Linked DNA regions of Gossypium hirsutum: region 1 is linked to region 2. The links are chromatin contacts, called in public Hi-C maps. All regions are on one chromosome and are shown on one strand. Each heading gives the region's core, a stretch centred on a gene start, on an enhancer-like site or on the middle of the called end of the contact. The rest is flanking DNA. Distances are from core to core; before and after follow the strand shown.

What was found. Hi-C and Micro-C count contacts between places; a contact is called where the count stands out from the background.
Region 1: a contact with region 2 is called in a Hi-C map of leaf, with 2.0 times the contacts expected there. The contact joins the enhancer-like site here to the promoter of LOC107892083 in region 2. A contact is called at or near these places in 8 of 34 Hi-C or Micro-C datasets (callus, leaf and petal).

What each region holds. Positions count from the first base shown.
Region 1 is chrD09:23,022,752-23,028,424 of Gossypium_hirsutum_v2.1, reverse strand. LOC107892045 (cleavage and polyadenylation specificity factor subunit 1) reads left to right here. Exons shown (of 26, transcript XM_016817013.2): 25 at 1-21; 26 at 445-952. The coding sequence ends at 559. LOC107892046 (a long non-coding RNA gene) reads right to left here. Exons shown (of 2, transcript XR_001682421.2): 2 at 5,628-5,673. Among protein-coding and RNA genes, the nearest start is that of LOC107892046, 5.6 kb to the right of the region's middle. Within about 2 kb of position 2,699, at least 3 of the 9 cell types and tissues checked have an H3K27ac peak or open chromatin away from gene starts, as enhancers often do. A contact at or near this core is called in leaf, where this site is marked.
Region 2 is chrD09:22,614,743-22,621,019 of Gossypium_hirsutum_v2.1, reverse strand. It overlaps LOC107892083 (subtilisin-like protease SBT1.3), which reads left to right and starts at 2,480. Exons shown (of 1, transcript XM_016817065.2): 1 at 2,480-5,528. The coding sequence starts at 3,040. The coding sequence ends at 5,376.

The DNA of each region.
Region 1 (5,673 bases), core at 1,450-3,949, 410 kb before region 2:
TGATTGTGAACTGCTTTGCCAGTAAGTAACATCTTTTTTTGTCTCTGAAAGAATTTTCATCTTATAATATCAAATTGAGTGCCAGAACTTGCATTTCTTTTAGTTCTACCCCATGTTGTACTGCTCGTGATATAAGAATTAATGACATTATGACTTTCCTTCTTCTCCAAGCATAACATTTGCATTTTCAAGTTTTTGGTGGGCATGCCTGACCGTGTATTAGAATGTATTACTCCACTAAAGCCCAAGAGAAAAATTTCCTCATGAAAATATAACATATATCATTTGCTTTCTTTGTTTAAACTAATATCCCATGCAAATTTGTGAGGTGAGAAATGCTGATAATAACATTGGCTAGAATTATTTAAATCAACAGATCATTTAGCGTATGTGATCAATGGGAACCGTGTAGTAACGGCTGCACATTTTGAAATTGTTTTGCAGTTATGAAATGCTTCCATTGGAGGAACAACTTGAAATTGCTCATCAGATTGGAACGACCCGTTCCCAAATTTTGTCTAATTTAAATGATCTTACTTTGGGAACAAGCTTCTTGTAAAGCAGCAGATATCAAGGCAGGTAGGTTATGGAAAATATTTAACAACTTGTACGGAACAATTCATGAGGAGCGATGCCTGTTGTAGGATGAATGACAGCATTTAAAAGCTTATTCAGATCAGGTTTGGTGTCTTTAGTTCATATGATATTGAGAAAGGAAAACAAATGTTGTATGGTGGATTGTTTTTTATCTGTATGGTGTAGAATCTTGTATCTTGGGGCTAGTAAACAGGACTATAATAGCAGCGCAGTAAATTTTGAAGAAGAGAACAGTTAGCATAGTCTCCAATTTCTGTAATCTTTTGTTAGAAGCCACTACTGAGGCTGTAAACTGCTGATTGCTTTTGAACTTGTGTAGCTGATTAAATAAATGTCTGCACCTGTTTTCTTTTAACATTCCAACATTCCCGGTAAATTTGCAGTCTTTGCTTGTGCCCAGTTGTTCAATCATGTTTGGTAGAACGTCATCAGCCATCTGAATTTATTTTCAAACTGTGGCTCCAACAATGGCTTATTATTGTTCGACATAATAGAGTTCTGTTACAACAACAATTATGAATGTAGGTAAATGTTATTATGATGACAAAAAGAAAAAAAAAAGGGTAAAATACTGAATAGACAGCCTACCAATTTATGATGAAGTTTTGAAAAAGAAGTGTATGTAAGGGTAAAACATCATTTTTTTCATTTTGATGTTTAAGTCAAAACCCAATTATAATCCTACAGCCCCACCTCCGTCCCCAGTTTTATAATGAGCATGCACCCAACTTGTATCCTACCTTTGTTCAGTAGAATCAATACCGGCTGTAAGATGAACTATCTTGGCACTTCCACTTCAATCTTCTCATTATTAGTATGTACGTTCTTAAATTAAATTTAAACCACTGGTGATTAAACACATTACACGATATCATAATCTAGTGATTTACTAGTGTTTAACCTCCATTACCGTTAGGTTAAGGCAGATAATTCAATCACTCCATGACCATAAAGAAATGAAATTAGGTTTACTGTATCGTAACACGTGTGTGTGGGTGAATAACGTGTTGGTACAATGATGACAACACACGTGCACATGACATGGTTCATCATGTTATTCTTTAAGTGTTAACAGATGTTTCTGAAGTGTACAGGTATGGTCTATGGGTGCATTTTTCTTTTAAGGAATGTCCTGCAAAAGTGGAACAATGCTCCTTCATTTCATATCCATTGGCGACCCGATGCTCTGAATAAGGCTAGGCAATCAATATGCCCTTCTGTTGTATGTGAATTTGTTTTTTTTACATTGGAGAGATCTACTTACATCAGTGTAAAATTATTTTTTAATTTACATATTTTCAAATATTTTTATACGATTAATATTTTAATAAATTAATTGTCATATTTTATATTCTATTCATATAAATAATGCATGTTAAATCTGACATAAATTAAAAATTTCTAACTATTAATTTTATATAAAAACTTTTTACTCTTCAATAAATATTAATATATATATTAAATTAACATGATAGATAAATTAAATTGGTTTGAAAATTTATATGTATGACAAATACAGTTATATCGATAAATTTAGTAATTAGATTATTAAAATATTAATGGTACAAAAACATGCTGAAAAATACAAAGATTCAAATGAATTCTTCTCATTGAATTTAATTTAAAAGATTAATATTATGTTTATTTATGAAAAAGTGTTTCAAGGACTTTTAGATACGTTTATTAACATCATTTTAATATAATTTTACATCCAATATCTCAAAACTAAACCATTCTCTCTCCTTATTTCTTAATTCAAAGCATTCAAAAAACAATCTTGAGTACAACACAAGTTCAATTGAAATTTGATCTTGAATTTAATCCTGGATAATTCGGACTCTACCTTTTATAAAAAATATATCTCTTAAAGTTGAATTCCTTAACATTTAAAAAGAAAAAAAAGGTCCATTTACGTCATAATGCCTAAACCATTATCATAAAAAAAGAGGTTTCTGGGTCTCACATATGTTTATCGGTTTGATTTCTCCATCGGTAGCATTAGTCAAAAGCAATATTGTAGGACAGGTAATAATGCAAACCTATAATATGGTCCAATCAATATACAAGACTCGGCTCAATTAATTAATAGAAGTCTTGGAATGGGTCCTATTAATAGAATAGATAGCCATGGTCTGACCCGGATTGACTCCTTGGTTGGGTGGGAGCCAAATATCCAACACTCCATTCTCATGATCATTAGATAGGGTTCCATATTTTTTTATGTTATTACATAATGTACTTTGTATAAATTCAATTTGATAAATTTTAGTTTTTGTATTTTTTGAATTAATTTATTTTAATTTTTATATTTTTTAAATTTAAAATTTTAATTCTAACTAAACGGTTGCAGTTAAAATTTATTTGGTTAAATTATATTATTAGTCATGTATTGTGTATAAAGTTGTAGATTTAGACTGTGTTTTCCAACTGGATCATTTTTAGTCACTATATTTTTTGAATTTTAAAATTTTAATCTTGATGCAAATGATAGTTATTCAACCTATTAACTGGTATTTTTTTGTGAGTAATATGTGAAAATAATAAGCATGACATTACACATATGATAATATATTTGCTACATCAACATTTAAAAAATACTAGAACTTAATGAATTTAATAACTACTATTTACTTAGAATTAAAATTTTAAAACTCTAAAAGTATAAAGATTAGAAATGACTAAACTAAAATATAGGGACTAAATTCACAACTTATAGTCCATGGATTAATAATAGAATTTAAGGCTAAAAAGTGGGTATACAGGTTTAGACCCACCACCAACTAGTTTTGAAGTCCTTATGGTTGGATTTCCTATCTTTATAGCTTTAATTTGGGTTTTGAAGTGGGAAGAAAGGCATATTGTCAAATGTGAATGTCCCTAGAAAATATATGTGGCGGCAACCAAATTGTTTTAAAGCTAATTTTCTCTCAAAAAGCGAAAAAAGAAAAAGAAGAAGAAGAAAAGGAAAATAGGTAAGCGCCATGACAAGTGGGGATTATATTCACAACATTTGTTGCCGGTGAAAGACAACCAAACTTATTGGATGTAATTGATTATGAGTTGACTATATAATATAATATAATATAATATAATATAATATAATATAGTGGTTCTGGAGACCAATTATTCATGAAAATTATTTTTTAAAAATTTCTTTCATGACTAAATTTTGGATATATCCTAAGGTTATTTCCTTTCATAGTAGGAAGTTTTATGTAATTAATGCCTGAAATGCTTGGTGCTGAAAAAAAAGAGATATTTTTTTAATAAAAACAAATTAATTTTTGAATATAAAACAAAACAAATTATTTTAAACTGGAGAAAATTTCCAAACTAGTATACATTCTTGCAATGGATAGGAAAATCGAATTTTCTGAAAATTGATTATCATATTTTCTTATCTCTCAACCTTCAATCATTCAATTAGCTGAAAAACTGATAAAAATAAAAAGAAAAATCGATTTTATAAAAATTGATTTTCTAATTTCGATGTAATCATAAACCAATTCAAATAAAATTTTTAAACAATTTTTTATTTTAGAGTTTGAGTTTACCATCCTCCCTAATTCAGCTTGAACTTTAAAATTTTCTCTTTAAATTTTTAATTAAGTTTTACATCATAATTTGTATTATAATTTATAAATAAAAATTAAAAATGATATTATAAAATAATTCAATAATTTATGTTATAAATTATAAATTACTTCAAAAATTATAAATAATGTCATAAATTATAAATTACTTCAATAATTTTATAAATAAAAATTATATTGATAAATTAAAATATTAAACTTATATTATAAATTAAAAATAAAATTTAAATTTTAAAATAAAAAATTATTTAAATATTATAAAAATAACTTTACAATTTATAAATAACAAAAAATTTCTCTCTCACACGTATGTGTGAGTGTTAAGTGAACTCTGATTAAAAGTGATCATATGTTTGATTAAACACATAATAAGAGTCTTATATGTGAGTGATTACCTAATGATTCATTGTGTAAGTTGAACCTTTATAATTTAGTTATGAAAAATGAATATGTTAGAAAGGCTAAATCAATGCATAAATGAACATAAGAAAATTTTATTAACGGCTTAACATTAATCATGGGATAGGATAAGTATCATTTATTGAGCTTATCGCGTATAGACGTTAGTTGTTTAAACGTGTAGGTTCAAGACTTGATTGAGAAACTTGAGATTTATGGTTTGAGAGTATTGCATCATCATTGAGATTTTGAGGTGGTAGTTCATTTATTTGGTTATCAATTGTATTATGACTCTATACATAAATACTTAAATTGAACTAAGAAATTTTGTAAATTTATTTTATGTTTGGCTATGTACATAAATATTTAGGGTACGTTTGGTTCACTATAATGGAATAGAGCTATAATTGAATAGAGCTGTAATGGAATAAAACTATAATCAATAATTCAATTATTTGGTTGAATGAAATGGAATAAAACTGTAATAGTATTCTTGTGTTTGGTTGAATGGAATGATGTTGTAATAACATAAGAAAAAAACTAAAATGACTAGAATACCCTTAGTAGAATTTTTTTAGGTAGATGATTATTGTTATTGTTATTAAATTTTAATAAGATTATTATTAAAAATAATTTAATAAAAATAATAAATAATTTAACCATATTTTAACATAATAATTATTAAATATAATTTAATAAAATAAAATATAATTTAATAAAATAAAATATAATTTAATAAAATTCTTAATATAATTATTATTACATGAATTAAAAAAATCATAATATATACAATAAAAATAATATATAATCTACTTTATTATTTTTAAATTGCAATACATATTTAATGTGCTAAAATATCATTAGTGAAACAAATAATTTAATTATTTTACAATAAAAAATAAAATATTAGAAGTAATAAATAACTTGAGAATTATATTTCACATCCAAACATAATATTCATATATTAACAAAAAGTTCCATGATTTCATTAGTTTATATGTCATAATCCATATGTTATAAAATTTTACAACATCAAAAAGTTGCAACATTGTAATGACATTCTATCATATCATTATACCATACA
Region 2 (6,277 bases), core at 1,231-3,730:
AGTGTTGAGCTAGGGCATATATAATTAGTGCTTAAATAATTTATAATTAAGTTTCGACTCTTTTTTATTAATTATAAAACATTTAGTCATGAAGTCAGTCTACTAAAAGTACCATGACTGACTTCCCATTATAAATCAATACAAAAGCAACTTAAATTTATGCCTTCATTTACTAATCTTGTCATTAATGTGTTACCCTCATAAGATATCATTAATCCCTTTGAGTTCGTTCACCCAATTTGATTCTATTTTATCTTGTAGTCATCATTGCATCTTCTATGATTATCGTGATTGACTGCAAAACAATTGCTCATTTTGATTCCTCAAACTACAAAACATTTAGACTATCTACTAATATAAGTTGTCTTTGTCCATTATAAAGCAACTTAATATTAGCTAAACTTTAGATAATCAATGAACTAATATTTGTTTATTCATGTAAAAATCATTGAAGACAATCATATAAAAAATAATAATTTAACTAGAAAATTTTATTTAATTAATCCATGCTAAAAATTACAAAAAATAATGATGAATCATTATACTAATGTCACAAATTTCTAATATCAATTTCCCTTTTGATTTTTAAGTTACGTGGGAAACAATTTTAATTACACGTATCTAAAAATTGTAGCGTTGAATTATCACGCCAAATTAGTCATATATGTAAAAAAAAAAATTATTGGCTAAATAGGTCGTGTTTTTTTTTATAAAAAGTTTAGGAAAATAGACTGATTTTAAAGAGAGTGTGTGAAAGTGAGTCCTATATAGGTGATAGAAAAGCGCACCTCCTTTCAATCACATTTTTTTTTACTTTTTAATATTAGTATATATGGCCAGAAGGTTAAATGCTAATGGTTTTGTCCTCGAGTCTTGGGTTTGATTATTCTCCCAATCACATTTGTATTTTTTATTTCATGTTGTTTTAAGATTTTTTTAATTTTAATTAATGTTTTTAACATATCAGCTCCCTTGGTTAAAAATAATGATTTTATCCTTTAGTCTCATATTCAATTCCTCCTCTTCTAAACACATTTGTAATTTTTATTTCAAGCTTTTTTTATTTTTAATTAATAAATATATTGCTTTCAATTTTTTAATTCATATTTTTAATTAATATCCCTTTTGTTTATAAAATCAAATAATCATTACAAATATTATTATTTTTAGTAAATATAATTTTGATATGTGTAATATTTATTTTTAACCCATATCATAAGTGTAGTAAATTTAAGTATTACATATTTTTTATGTCTATTTAAAATATTTCACATATAAATATAATTATATTTGAAATAATTTTTTCATCTTATAATACTAGAAATCACCAAACCCATAACATACGTAGAGAAAATAAATATATCAAAAATATTAGCTGATGTTTATATTATATATAAAGGAGTAATTAATTTCAAATATCTTTAACATAATGATATATGTAAAATATATTTTTTTATTATATAATCACATATTTATTATTTGATTTTATGAATAAAAGAGAAATTAATTAAAAAGATTAATTAAAAATAAAAAAATTAAAATTTTATTAATTAAAAATTAAAAAAAGCATGAAATAAAATTACAAATGTGTTTAGAAGAGGAGGAATTGAACTTGGGACTTAAGGATAAAATCATTATTATTTAATCATTTAATCAAGGAAGCTAACATGTTAAAACCATTAATTATAAATAATAAAAATCTTGAAACAACCTAAAATAAAAAACACAAATGTGAGTGAAAGAGGAATCGAACTCAATATTCAAGTAACAAAACCATTAATATTTAATTATTTAACTAAAGATACTAATTATATTTTAAAAAAGTAAAAAAAAATAATTTAAATGGATAGCGCATCCAACTGGACGTATTTTTTATCACCTATACAAAAAATACGTTCAATTAGACACACTTTTATACCATTTCTAAAAAATCGATCTATTTACCTAAAATAAAATAAAAAAACGAATTATTTAACCAATAATTTTTTTGGGGACATATATGAGTACTACATTACAACTTTTCTCTACCCAATCAAGTTTAAAAAATAGAAAAAAGAAAATCGATGAATTGGATCACCACAATTTAGCCCAAAGAAAAAACACAGTCAACCCCTCTCACAGGGTAGGAATGATTTCGAGGTATAGATAGACATAGTAACGGGCAGCTTTAACTATTGCTGCCTCGATTTGAGGAAAATATAAAATCCAAGACAAAAATTTCAATTATACACCATTATAAATATCCCCGTTTGCAATATCATCACCATTATTTGAATTTGCATTGCAACATTCGTCACCGTTAGTTATACCATCACCATCACTTAATTACTAACATAATTATTGGTTTCTCAATATGAAAAAGCTTGAGTGCATTTTGTTTTGAATATCAACCAAAAAGAAAGAAAAAACTAAAGATTTTGGAAGATGACGGGGAAACCAAAAAGGAAATTTTGGGCATTTTTAAAATGAGAAAGACGAATGTAATAACCCATTTTTCTTTCTTACTCTGACAACGCCACAGTTGCTTTACATGCATCATGTGATCGTGGGGGACCCGAAACTTGGCATACGGAAAGCACCAACGGCACAGCATTAAAAGAAATTGTGTATAATGTTAAAAGACCATTAACTCGGTCTCATCCAACCACGCTTAAAAGTCTTCATGCCTTTTCTCACCTCTGATTTCATCTAATGAAAAGCGGACAAGTTGAAGGATCACTCGTTGCTTGTGTGAGCTTTCATTAATTATTATTATGTTTTAGGTAACCATAGGAAGAAGCCATTAACAACGGCATGAAAAACAGCTAGTTTCTCTGCAAACAAGATAAACTTTTAAACTTTTTACCACTCCACCCCCCCCCAACCAGTTAAGTTTCTTAACTCCACCTACCAAGCATTCAAGAAGCACCAACCAACTTAATTACCAGCTTAACAAGACAGTACAGGTTTCTGGGATATTTGTAGTCTCTCAAGGACATCACCACCTCCACTCACCTTCCCATTTTTCTCTAGCACCCCCTAAAAAGCTTGTGCTTGGATATGGCTGAAAACCCAGTAAAATGGCTGTTTCTCATTCTAGCAAGCTGCCTGTGTTTCGCTTTCGTCCTCTCGGAAAGCAACTTATTGATAAAGAAGACCTACATCGTCCAAATGCACAAGTCTGCAATGCCAGCATCATTCTCAAGTCCTCTGGAATGGTACTCATCGAAATTAAAGTCGGTAATGTCCGATACCCAGAGTGAAGGTGAAGGAGATGGTGAAAATAGGATCATCTATAGCTACCAAAATGCTTTTCATGGTGTTGCCGCTCAGTTAACTGAAGAAGAAGCTGAGAGGCTAAAACAAGAAGATGGTGTAGTTGCTATACTTCCAGAGACCAAGTATGAATTACACACCACAAGGAGTCCTATGTTCCTTGGATTAGAACCAGAAGAAAGTACTAGCATCTGGTCTCAAAAACTTGCAGATCATGATGTCATAGTTGGGGTACTTGACACTGGAATTTGGCCGGAAAGTGCTAGCTTTAATGATACAGGGATGACACCGGTTCCTGCTCACTGGAAAGGAACATGTGAAACTGGACGAGGCTTTCAAAAGTATCACTGCAACAGGAAAATTGTGGGTGCAAGAGTGTTCTACCGGGGATATGAAGCTGCCACTGGGAAAATCAATGAGAAAAACGAATATAAATCACCTCGAGATCAAGATGGACATGGTACTCACACAGCAGCCACTGTTGCTGGCTCTCCGGTACGAGGTGCAAATCTTCTTGGTTATGCCTATGGAACAGCTAGAGGAATGGCTCCTGGTGCAAGAATTGCAGCTTACAAGGTTTGCTGGACTGGTGGGTGCTTCAGCTCGGATATTCTGTCGGCGGTTGATAGAGCGGTGGGTGATGGAGTGAATGTGTTGTCGATATCTTTGGGTGGTGGAGCTTCATCTTACTCTCACGACAGTTTGGCGATAGCAACTTTTGGAGCAATGGAGATGGGTGTTTTTGTCTCTTGCTCAGCTGGCAATGGAGGACCAGATCCTGTCAGCCTCACTAATGTATCACCATGGATCACTACAGTCGGTGCTAGCACCATGGATAGAGATTTTCCAGGTAGTGTTAAGCTAGGGAGTGGGAGAACCATATCTGGAGTTTCACTCTACAAAGGGCGGAGGTTACTGCAGGCAAACAAGCAATACCCTCTTGTTTATATGGGTAGTAACTCAAGCAGCCCTAATCCAAGTTCATTATGCTTAGAGGGAACTTTGGATCCACATGTTGTTTCTGGGAAAATCGTGATATGTGATCGAGGAATAAATCCTAGAGTGCAAAAGGGTCAAGTAGTGAAAGATGCTGGAGGAGTAGGGATGATTTTGACAAACACTGCAGCAAATGGGGAGGAGCTTGTTGCAGATTGTCACCTACTTCCAGCAGTTGCAGTGGGAGAGATGGAAGGGAAAGCAATCAAACATTATGCTTTAACAAATGGGAAACCAACCGCAACTCTAGCCTTTTTAGGTACCAGATTGGGTGTTAGGCCATCACCAGTGGTGGCAGCATTTTCATCTAGAGGACCAAATTTCCTCACACTTGAGATTCTCAAACCTGATGTGGTTGCACCAGGGGTGAACATCCTTGCAGCCTGGACTGGAGAATTGAGTCCATCAAGTCTTCCAACAGATCATAGGAGAGTGAGATTCAACATATTATCAGGGACTTCAATGTCATGCCCTCATGTTAGTGGAATTGCTGCCTTGATCAAGGCCAGACACCCAGATTGGAGTCCTGCAGCAGTTAAATCTGCTCTAATGACAACCGCTTATGTTCATGATAACATCCATAATCCACTCCAAGACTCTTCCACTGCAGCAGCTTCCACTCCCTATGATCATGGAGCTGGTCATATCAACCCTTTGAAAGCTCTAGACCCAGGTTTGATCTATGACATTTCAGCCCAGGATTACTTTGAATTCCTCTGCACACAGAAATTGACTGCAATGCAGCTAAAAGCTTTTAGCAAGCATTCCAACATGTCTTGCCATCACAATACCCTTGCCACTCCAGGAGATTTGAACTACCCAGCAATCTCAGTTGTCTTCCCAGAAGATACAGCCATTTCAACTTTGACTCTCCATAGAACAGTCACAAATGTTGGTCCTCCTGCTTCACATTACCATGTTGTAGTTTCACCATTTAAAGGCGTCACCATTAAAGTTGAGCCCAAAACTCTAAATTTCACTAGAAGAAACCAGAAACTGTCTTACAAGATCAGTTTCACAAGAAAATCCCCACAAACAATGCCTGAGTTTGGAGGGCTGGTGTGGAAGGACGGAGTGCACAAAGTAAGAAGCCCCATTGCTATCACATGGTTACCACCATTTTAAACTAGATTTTCAGTCACCTATGATTCCAAATAAACACTATGTTTTTATATAAGGTCAAGGGGATCTTTAGTTTTATCTGCATTTCTTTCTGGTTTTTACAACAATTTTGTAGCCTTCACATGATATAGAGTAATTAAAAACCAATTGCCGTATGTTATTAACCATTTCAACCATTTCGGAAGTACCAAGCCAGCGTAAATAAACAGAGAAAAGTATCTACTTTTATAGATGTGGTTAAGCATTTATATACTATGAGACAGTAAGTGTAATTGCTTTTCATCTGTTCGTAGCATCACAATGCACAACCAATGACTTAGCACTGATGATTCGGTATCGATATGCATCAGTTATCAGTTGTCACTTTAATTTATATAGAGAGAGACAGAGTTCCACTTTTATAAATACGAAAGTTCGATTTAAATAAACTTACTCGATCGGTTATCACTTTAATTTCTCAAACCAAACAAGCAAACATTAATGTAACCCTAAGTTTAAACCGAATACATATTGGTAGCCCAATAATATGTAGCCCAATTCAATTAATTTAAACCCAAACAAAACTAAAAGTCCAGCCCATTGAACAAATCCAATTGTATCTATATATACATACGTACCCAAGCACAAACAAAGCAGGCAATGGTATTCTATATTTCAGGGCGCATTCGTGGGTAATTGGTGGCATAGTTCACCCAAGTGATATAAGTGTAATAGTCAATAATACATATATAACTAAAAAGTGATTTTTTTTCTTACAAGCCTATGTAATTGTGTTGTTAAAGGAGGCTATGTTCATTGATAAACGAAGATGAATGTTTATGAAATGTTAATGAAATAGCTCAATATGAAATAAAATAAAAAGATTTCTGGGAAAATTTACTCTTATTTTTCTGTACAACTCTTC